Linked DNA regions of Arachis hypogaea: region 2 is linked to region 1. A link is a contact called in public Hi-C data. All regions are on one chromosome and are shown on one strand. Each heading gives the region's core, a stretch centred on a gene start, on an enhancer-like site or on the middle of the called end of the contact. The rest is flanking DNA. Distances are from core to core; before and after follow the strand shown. Region 1 holds the start of LOC112738288. Region 2 holds the start of LOC112738290 (diacylglycerol O-acyltransferase 1C).

Region 1 (5,327 bases), core at 2,174-4,673:
AATTATTGATGCCATTAAAAAGAACAAAATAAATAAAAAACTAATTATAACTAAGAATAAAGTCATGAATAATTAAAATTTATAGTTTAAAATAGTATTAAATAAAAGAATACTGAGAATATTAAAATAATTATAAGTAATATAATTTAATAAAGTATATTTTGATATATTTTTCATATATTATTTTTGCTTTTGATATAAAAATATATTTTGTCAATTTTTATATATTATTTTTATTTTAGTAAGTAAATATTAATTTTATTATAAAATTAATTAATAATATTTATTTAAATATCTAATGTAAAATGATAGAATAATATAAAAAATTTATTTAACTTGATGTCTATTTTAGTAATTTTTTATCTAAAAGTAATTTTGAGTAGTGTAATCCAAACAATATTTACTTTACTATAATCCATTTTGATATAAAGATTACCAAACATAAATTACTTTAACACAAACTTACTTTTTATGAGAATCAAGTTTGCAAAATCAATTTTATGCATACTCCCGTTTACAAACTAAAATCCAAATACACACTTAGTTTTATTTGAATTGGCTTCTGTCAGTGAAAAATATTTTTTTTTATTTTAAATATATTTAAATACCTTTTGTAAAAAATACACTTTTATTAAAAAAATGTCTTTTTTCTGAATTTGAATAGTACTTTGTTTAAGAAAAACGTAAAAGCAAAAAAAGAAATTTAATACCTAAAAGTTCTTTTTAAAAAGCTAATCTAAATACGAAATAACTTTTTTTAATTATAATATATTTTTAAAAAAATAAAAAATAAATATTTTTTTTCACAATCCAAATTGAATTTCATTTCAGAAAAATAAATACCTCCAATGTGTTCAAGTATTCCATGTACTCATGTAAAAGACTCAACTTTATGTGTAAACTATATGTGGATAAAGATTAGAACCATAACTGTCCATAACAAGAAGTTCACACAATAATATTTCTTATGATGAGCAAGGTAAAAATGTTAACTACTATTCTTCAAGCTTCAATAATGATGAAAAATATTTAAAAAAAAAAACCATATTAGCACCTTTTTCCCAAAAAAGTAAATATCTTAGGGGTGTGGACAAAGATTTACATCTGGTATATATTGTCATATTGACAGTTATGTATTGATACACTACAAAGTTACAAACATGTATTTACTGTTTATCTGATTCATCATCAACTTCCTTTCTTAGGAAGTATTGCTTGCAAAACAGCTTCAAATTCCTCTTTTACCCTTCCAAATACATTTGGACCCTTGACCTCATTGGCAGGGGTATTCTCGTCAATATCATCATTTCTTCCATGAGTTTCTTTGTGATGATGATGGTGCTTTGACTTATTATTGTGTATGATGGCTTTGATCTCTTTCTTAGTTCTTGCTATAAGGTTTGCTGATGATGACTTTGCCTTCTTTTCTGCTATTAGAAAATATAGCTCATAACCATCTAAGCAACAAAATTTTTGACCCTTAACTATGTTATTATTTTTATATAAACCAGCAACTCTAGATTGGAAAGCCTTTATAAGGGCATGAAACTAATTTTCAGACATTTTTGTCGACGTCATAGTACATAATTTAGATATCTGTATAAAATTTTATTACATTGATAGAGCATACAAATCAAATCTAGTAGTCCATAGTAACAAGACATATAACAGAAAATTCGTATAATCCCTGGACAAGATAACTAAGGCATCCAAAGAATTGGAACAAGAACGTATAATAAATTGATAGGCCCTACTGTTCTCCTATATGAAAGATTCCCAAAACATTGTTAAAACAAAGAAATGACTTTGCATAGTAAAACTCTAGAATCAAATAAGCAAAATTAATGAGACCATTTATATTAGTTGTCACCATTCACCAACCACTAATTCAAAGAATGCATTTCTCTTTCATCTATACAATCTCCAAATGACCAAAGGAAAAGATAACATTTCCCACATATTTTGTGATGTACCTGATGGAGAGTTTGGGATTTCATGTTTGAATTTTGACTCAGCTATTTGATTTCCATCCCTACAACACAAAAACAAGAAATCAGAGTCTCTCAGCAGAAAAGAAGTCAATTATGAACTGAAAACAAAAAGATGGTAAGACAACGAGGAAAGGTTTGAAAAATGAAAACCCTGTATCATGAGCATGGGCCTCTTTCTTTTGATGGAACAGTTGAGCAAGTGCTTGAAACTCCTCCTTTGCTCTCTCAAACAAATTTGGAGCCTTCACATCATCCAAAGACGTGTTTTCATCGATGCAATTATTCACTCCATGAGTTTCCCTGCTATGATTACGATGATGATGACAAGTTGACTTCTCAGAATGCACTTTAGCATCAACTTCTTCCTTAACTGATAGCAGAAAACATCATAACAAAGCCATCCAAAAGTTAGGGAATTTGTTATAAACTTCACATATTGCTCATGTAGTAACAAAATTTGCAATGAATTCTACGCATAAAGTGATAAATAGCTCATTCTTTTTTCTCTGAATTCATAGCTAAATAAAAATTTGCTCATCTGGTTTCCCCATTCATTTGTTTTTTCTTTTTGTAATCTTAAACATAAAAATCAAATCTACCGACATTACTAACAATAGAAGTTGAAACCAGAACCAAAACTTGCAATTATATATAAAAAAAAAAAGAGAGACCCTCTAAGTCCTGAACAATTAAACACCATTTGACCTAAATAAATAAACAGCAAAAGTAAGATCAACGTATATGAAATTACGAATCACGCAATAAGGATTGCTTGTTGGTATTGGAATCACAAGTTTATACAAAAATCAACATGTAAACTCAAACTGGGGAGTCCATTTTGTATATTAATTAGATGGTCGAAACTCGAAAACTATGTACATACGTATATGAACTAGTTGTGATGAATAAGGGAGTAACAAGAGTGATTGAGCGGGATCACCTGATACAGAGTAGGCAACATCCTTGGAATTAGAATCGGCCATTGCGAGAGAGAGAGAGAGAGAGAGAGAGTACGAGGATGTTTGCGTGTGTTTGTTGAGAGAGTTGAGAATGTGTGAAGAGGGTGTGGCTGTTAATGTGAGGAGTTTGTTTTAAAAAAGGGGGGTGTGTGTGAGAGAGTGTGAGTTGGCAAAGCGCAAACGCATGGAAAAGATTGGAATGAATGAAGATCAGTGACTTTCAGTTGATTGAGCAAAGTCATCCATTTCCATCCGCTGGGATTGAGAAACGGCGTGACGGATTGATTCAGACAACTCAACAGATTGCAAACCTGTCACTGCTAACGAGGATATACGCGCTCACAAAATTCTTTTTTTTTTTTTTTGTTCATACAACACACTCACAGCCGCAAACCTAGCAACTACACTAAGATTCGAACTTGGTGTGGCTTCATTTGAGGCAAATATCTTTGCCACTACATCACATGCCTCAGCCACCGCGCCCACAAAATTAAATTCACCAATCATTCGGGCTTTCCTGGGCCTTTTTGGTGGATACTTTATTGGGCTTTATTTAGTTATCTGTGGTAATTTATTGATCTATAACCACAAAAAGATTAACATGTAGGTTCTAGCTCCAAGACCAAAAACCAAAAATTTATGGTTTGGTCCGAAAGTTTTTTTGTTACTTGCGGTCTTTTTTCTTATAGACTTAAGAGTAGTGCACAAATGAGAGAAAGAAAAATAAACCACAAAAAATGTCTTCGAACTATGGAACAGCTGCCAAAAAATGTGCTTATGGTATATAGGATGGAGCAATGCCTCAAAATGGCATTGGGTGGTGATGTGCCGTCGTATAGACGGGGGCTTCCCTTGTCCTTTTTCTTTTTTTAAAATATATAATATCAAATTCTGGTAGTCTCTCACAAATAGCGCAAGAGTGGTTTTTTTTTTTTTTTTTTGTTTTTTTTTTTAAAAGGTTGCGAAAGTACTTTTCATATTTTGCGAGAAATGAAAGTAAATTTTTTTTTTAACCTTTTAATTTATTTATAACATTTCTATGAACATTTTCACTTACAATACTTTTACCACAACACATCCAACACTTTTTTCATTATCCTTTCTCTTCACAATAATCACAACCACCATATATTATCATTATGTCTTTTATTATCCTAGTTTTTCTTCATTCCCAACTAATCCATCAACCTCTCTGCTTCTTCTTTAATTTTTCATTAAAATAGCTTGATGATCTCCTCCTGAACAAACAAACAACAACAAAAATATCAAAAATTTAAACATATTTATTAAACAAAAGAAATCATAACATAATCATAAGCTAAGATTTCTAACATTTTACACAAAAATTATTTATAAAAATCTTATCAACAAATAAAAGTGGAAGAGTCTAGCTATTAGCTACTACCAATATCACAAAATAAAAAAAATAAAAAAATAAAAACTCAAATAAAAAAGTATAAAAAAATTCATAAATATTGTACACAATTATTTTTAAAAAAATCATCAAATATTTTTTATAATGCATGCAAATCTATTGTGTCTTTCTAAAAAGAGACGTGTGAAAAACTGAAACAATGAAAGGTTGAAGAAGTTGAAAATAATGCTTGAAGAGTTTAAATATTTTTGATAATGCATGCAAATCTATTGTGACTTTTTAAAAAGGGTTTAAATGCTGTAATAATAAAATTAATTAGTAACAATACTTGAAACTTCTTAGTGGTTGGATAGGATCTGAACAACTTGTTTGTTGTCCTAAGTGTAAAAATTTAATAACTTAAAAATAAATTAAGATAAGAAAATATATATATTGATGTTGAGAAATTGTTTAGTGTTTGAAATGGTTGAAAAGGATTTAAGAGTGATTTGAGTCAGATGGAACCCTTGAAGGGTGAAAATATCCGAATTTTAGGAGAGATTCTGTCAAAAATTTTATAAGTCTTGAATAGAATTGAATAATGAAGATAATGACAATTGTTGTGTTTTCATAAAGACAAGAGACTTTGTCTTGGAGATTAATTTGATTTTCTAATTAAAGAATTATGTTTTGGAAGAGTCTTAAACTTAAAATGGAGTTGAAGTTAGTTTGAAAGTTTGGTTGATCAAAGATTGTATGGTTATGTTAATTTATGAGGTCTAGGGATAAGTTAACTTGTTTGATTTGGTTAACAATCAAAAGAATAAATAGAGTAATTAAAGTTAACTTGAAAAGAGATTTAATTAATTAAAGTTTAAAAGGCTAGTTAATTATTATCTTAAGGATTGAAAAATTTTATAAAGAATGAGATAAACTTGATATTTGGTTAGTTATTGACAAAAAGTTAGAGGAAGATAAGGGTAAAATAGATGAGTATAACTTAGACTTGAATTTGGTTGAGTT
Region 2 (5,390 bases), core at 647-3,146, 180 kb after region 1:
TTCTTCTCCTCTTTTTTTTCATGTTATTGCAGTCATTTATTTTTTTTTGTTTTATTTCTCTCAAAAGAATAAAACAAGACAAATTATGAAAAATAAAATAATAAGGAGAAAATAAAGAAAAAAGACAAAAAAAAGAAGAAAACGAAGCAGAAGACACCAAAAATTGTGCATAATTTATCAAAAAGATAACACTGAAATTTCTTAACAATAACACATAAATGTCTTAGTTTTTGCATCGAAAACTTGTTACAAAAGTACTAAAATATTTTTTTAATGCTGCATTTTTTCTTCTTTTTTTTTCTTTTTTCTGTTGCTCTTATTTCTTCTTTTAGTAACATTACTTCTCATATTAGACTTGAATGAACATGTTTATACTATATTGCAATCTTATTTAGTTGAATGAATGTAGGTTCACATTTATTGGATTAAATTCTTAGCAGAAATGGACTGAATTTTATTATTCATTTTTTTTCTTTTTTTCTTGATTTTATTTCTCTCAAGAAAGTAAAACAAGAATAATTATAAGAAAATAAATTAAGAAGGAGAAGATGAAGAAAAAAAATAAAAAAGAAGAAGACGAGAAAATGAGGAAGAATAAGAGTTTTGAATTGTGTGCACCTTATTTAAATTTAGAATGCACCAAAATTTTTTAATGATGACAACACATAAACAAACGCAGTTTAAAACAACCTCATATCAGAATGCACCGAAATCAGGAACAAATACAGATTCAACAAAAAAAAATTAAAAAAAGTTCTACATTATATTCAAATTCAAACCTTTAACAATGAACACATTTTTCACAAACAAAAATAAAATTATCCAACTACTGGAATATCAAATACTAACGAACTACATTAACAAAGTTTAAACCAAGCCTCATTCATTTGATTTGTTTCAAAACAATAATTTAATTCGTCTTGGTTCAATTCACAGTGTGAACTCATATTATTTATTGTCTTCGAAAACGAAATATTTATTTAAATTTGATTTCACAGCTTGATTTTAAAAAAATTTGATCGGAATCTTTAAATCATATCACTTTGATAGTGAACAAAAAAAACACAAAAAAAGAGAATATAAAAAATGTAAACAAAGTTGAGAAATTAAAAAAAAAAATCTGCATAAAAAAAAAACAGTTATATATAGTTACATATTAAATCAAAAGATTAAAAATAGATAAATAGTAGCGCTTGAAGTTAAATTAGGTTATATCAATTTGATTGAATTTAGTTAGTTAAATAACTTAAAGGTAGAGTTTTATTGTTTTATTTATTATACGGAAAATGTTACGAACCTATGTAAGCCACGAAGTTTCCTTCTCAGTCGAATAATCTTTTCCTTATTAATTGATTCCGATTCCTGCCCTTTCTACACACGATTATTATTATAATTATTTTGGTAGGAATTATTATATTTGATCATGACATGATTCTAACTATTTATAATTTATAATAATAATTAATGAGTTATAATTTAAATGACATAATTATTTTATATTTATTTAAAAATTATTGATTTAAATTTTTTTATTTTTGATAAAAAAATTATAATAATAAATCTAATTTTGTATACACTTACGTGGATACTAATTAATTATTTATAATGAAATATAATAATATATTTATAAATTTAATTTTAATGTATTATTAAATTTATATGTATATTTAATTAAATAATAATACATTACTAAAAATAATTATTTTTTATGATGTTGATTGTGTAAATAATTATTTAAAAATAATTTATACTAAATTTTATTAAAATAAGACATGAATAAATATATAACTGAAAAACTTTTTATTTATGTATATTTTATACATATTGTGCTAATTGTCATTTTTTTTGGTGACTTGCTAATTGTCATATGTAAATGATAATAAACGATTTTGAATTAACTTTCCAATTCAAGAATAAATTTTCTAAAGAATTACGTAAATAAAAGTTATTTGTATAAATTCGAATAAACAAATAAAGCAAAATCGCAGTCTTCTGCATCTGAAGAATAAGTTGTTTTTCGCGCACCGTTTCGGCGAGTATTGTATTTCGCTGAAACAGTGAAGAAACAAAACGGTTAGTCCCTTCGGATGGCGATTTCCGATGTGCATGAGACTTCTGTCGCCGGCGACGGAGCCAACCACTCTTCGCTGCGGCGGAGGCACAGCCGCGTAGCTTCCAGCGGCGGCAACATGTTCGACGAAGCTGCGGCTTCCGCTGAGGCTGTGATGATAGATTCGTCGGGGTCCGACGATTCACTGAACGAGAGGATAGGTGCCGCCAGGGAGGAGAAGGTGAAGGAGAAGCAGAAGCAGAAGGAGGAGGACCGGAAGCCGCCGGATCATGCTTCCCGAAATGAGGTCCAAGACGGCGAACGAGCTGCCGCCGGAGATAACTTCACTTACCGGGCTTCAGTTCCGGTTCACCGGAGAATCAAGGACAGCCCGCTCAGTTCCCGCAACATTTTCAAACAGGTTTTTACTTTTTCATTTTTTTGGCGCTGATTTGGTTTATCTGTGTTCTGCATGTGAAGTTCTGTTACTCTTGATCCAGTGAATTGACGATAAGAAGAATAAGAACAAAAAAATTGGAATGTGTTCAGTAATTGTAATGGTAACACGTCGCATTGTAATGGTGACAAAAATTTTCACTACAAGTTTAGCAGTTCAGAAGATCGTGCCATCAGGATATATTTCATAAATGGTGAAATTTAAATTGCTTCATATTTTGAGGTTTTTTTGGTATGTGGCTGTGGATTTTCATGTTTGTACCCACATATACCAATAAAGTAGTAGGAGTGACACTTTTAGCTGCATGCTACTCGTCTCTTGTGGATACGTATTGCTATAACAACAATTCTTCTGCTACTCTCCTTCTATTGCTAACCATTGGGCTATCTCACACATGTAATCTACCCTCCTGGCCGGATGCTCCGGTTTTTCCCCAACATGTCTAGACCATTTAAGGTGAGATTCCTCAGTATTTTCAACGGTAGGCACCACTCAAACTTCATCTCTCATGTCCTCGTTCTTTATTTTGTCCATTCGACTATGGCCACTCATCCACAACTAAAGCATCCTCATCTCAGCCTATGGGTATTTGTTGCAAGCAAAAACCTATTTGTGTGTTTAATGTTAAATAAATGAGAGAAACAGGTTTTTCAAACTTATTGTTTTGCTTAACATGTTTGTTTCTCCTTTTGCTGCCGCGTGTAAGTTTTTCTTTTGGTTACTAACAAGTGTAGGTCAATTGAATTGCAGAGCCATGCAGGACTGTTCAATCTCTGTGTAGTAGTGCTTATCGCGGTGAACAGCAGACTTATCATTGAGAATATAATGAAGGTTTTCCACTTCCATTTATTCTCAGTGTCTATCTTGTAGGATTTGAAATTCCAACATATGAATGTGCATTCATCTGCAAGACACACAGCTTTAATTCTGTGGTCTTTGATTTGCCAGTAAAATCTTTTCCCTTTCTAAAATCTCTTTCCTGTATTATGTTTTTGCAGTATGGTTGGTTGATAAATTCTGGCTTTTGGTTTAGTTCAAAATCGTTGAGAGATTGGCCCCTCTTAATGTGTTGGTAATGAGCTTGGAGAATTCTTGAAGAATAGACTGATTTGGTATAGCTTTTTCGAGGGTTTGTTCTTAAGACATTGCTTAACAATATTAATTATTCTCTTGCAGTATTAGTCTTAATTTATTTCCACTTGCTGCTTTTATGGTGGAAAAGTTGGCACAGAAAAAGCGCATTAGTGAACCGGTAAGTGATCCTCCCAGGTAAGCTTTTATTGTCACGGAGAAAAATGTTTGTTAAACTTATGAATTTTTTTATTGTCATAAGAATAATAGTAGTTTCAGAGTATGGTTATTTGTGGTGTCATATTTTCAGTTATGAAATCTTCCACATTTGAATAATTGGTAGTGTTGACTTGAATGTTGCAGGTTATTTTTCTACTTCATACAATCATTATGACAGGAGAAATTTCGTTTCCAGTTCTAGTAATTCTCAGGTCAGTATAGAGTTAATTCAAAATTGTTTCTGGGTTTTCCAATAGAAACTCTCGTGACGCTGCAATCATGAAAGTTTCTATTGATTTGTGTGTGAAAGTTCGTGTGCTTGAGGTTAAGTTGATAAAGATGTTTTAGCTATGAGATTATGTAATAATTTGGGCTTTATTTGAGACGTGTTTTAAAATTCTTCTGCTGAGCATCATCTTAAGTTTTCATTCAGATAATGTTGAAGTTTAGCTATCACGCATTTAACTATTCAATGTAACCGATACAAGCCTTAACCGAATATAAGATCATGGTAAATTCCCTGTTTTAATGAGAAAGGTTTACCACATTTGTGATAGTGGTTTCTCTTAGAAGTGATATGATAGAGAAATATACTTGGTGCATAAACTAACTATGTGGTCAGGTAAGTGTCATTTCATAGATATTGATATTCCAATTGTATCTTATGGATATGTTGCTTTTTTGTCCAGCTGTGATTCTACGTTTTTATCAGGCCTCACATTGATGATGGTTGCATGCATTATATGGTTAAAATTGGTGTCATATGCACATACAAGTCATGATCTGAGATCACTTAGCTTGTCAATTGAAAAGGTGATGTTTAATTTCAATTTGGAAAAACTTTACTTCGACATCCAAATTGCTATCCTATTTTTAGACACTCAATCTAGAACCATTTTGGAAAACTTCCACTTGGACATCCAAATTGGTGTTCTATTTGTGGATACTCAATCCACAACCCTTGGTTAGATTGTAATCCCCACTCACTTTTACTTATTCAGTTTTCTCTACTGTTGGATTTAAGTTTGTCTGAAATAGACACCAACATGGATGTACAAATATCATTACTATCAATTTTAAATGTGTAGACTACTGTTTCAGAGGGTTGTTCCTGGTCGTCTTACAAGAATAGGTTCTATTAGTTACATGGAAAAATACAGTCTTGGGTTTCATCTTCATTAAAATAATATCTATCCTACTTATTTGCCCATTCCTTCCTTTCCTCCAAATGCCTATCTTCTAAAAAATCTATTCAAATAATGTTAGATGAAAGTTCTATTTTCTACCCCTCTTCAATCATGTTCCCTATGTTACAGGGAGAAACATTGCCCAATAATTTGAACATGGAGCACCCTTACAGAGTGAGCTTCAGGAGTATGGCATACTTCATGGTTGCTCCTACATTATGTTACCAGGTTGCAGCACTGTTAGTAAACCATTTGTTTGTTTGCTTGTTTTTTGTTTTTTTGTTTTTTTGTTTTTATCTTTTCTTTGCAGAATTTCTTTGACTTTTCATTGTTTCCTTATTTAAATTCTCTTTTACTGAGTGCACTTTTTTGCCCTTGATTTAATCACTCGTTGATGTTGAATTCA

The links. Hi-C and Micro-C count contacts between places; a contact is called where the count stands out from the background.
Region 2: a Hi-C map of leaf shows a contact between it and region 1, with 2.4 times the contacts expected there. The contact joins the promoter of LOC112738290 here to the promoter of LOC112738288 in region 1. A contact is called at or near these places in 2 of 8 Hi-C or Micro-C datasets (both in leaf).

Annotation. Positions count from the first base shown.
Region 1 is chr13:46,453,232-46,458,558 of arahy.Tifrunner.gnm2.J5K5, forward strand. LOC112738288 reads right to left here and starts at 3,424. Exons shown (of 4, transcript XM_025788660.3): 1 at 2,932-3,424; 2 at 2,142-2,361; 3 at 1,974-2,032; 4 at 1,056-1,430. The coding sequence starts at 2,974. The coding sequence ends at 1,189.
Region 2 is chr13:46,632,758-46,638,147 of arahy.Tifrunner.gnm2.J5K5, forward strand. LOC112738290 (diacylglycerol O-acyltransferase 1C) reads left to right here and starts at 1,897. Exons shown (of 17, transcript XR_003169341.2): 1 at 1,897-2,471; 2 at 3,258-3,338; 3 at 3,506-3,579; 4 at 3,684-3,759; 5 at 3,942-4,009; 6 at 4,487-4,610; 7 at 5,114-5,212.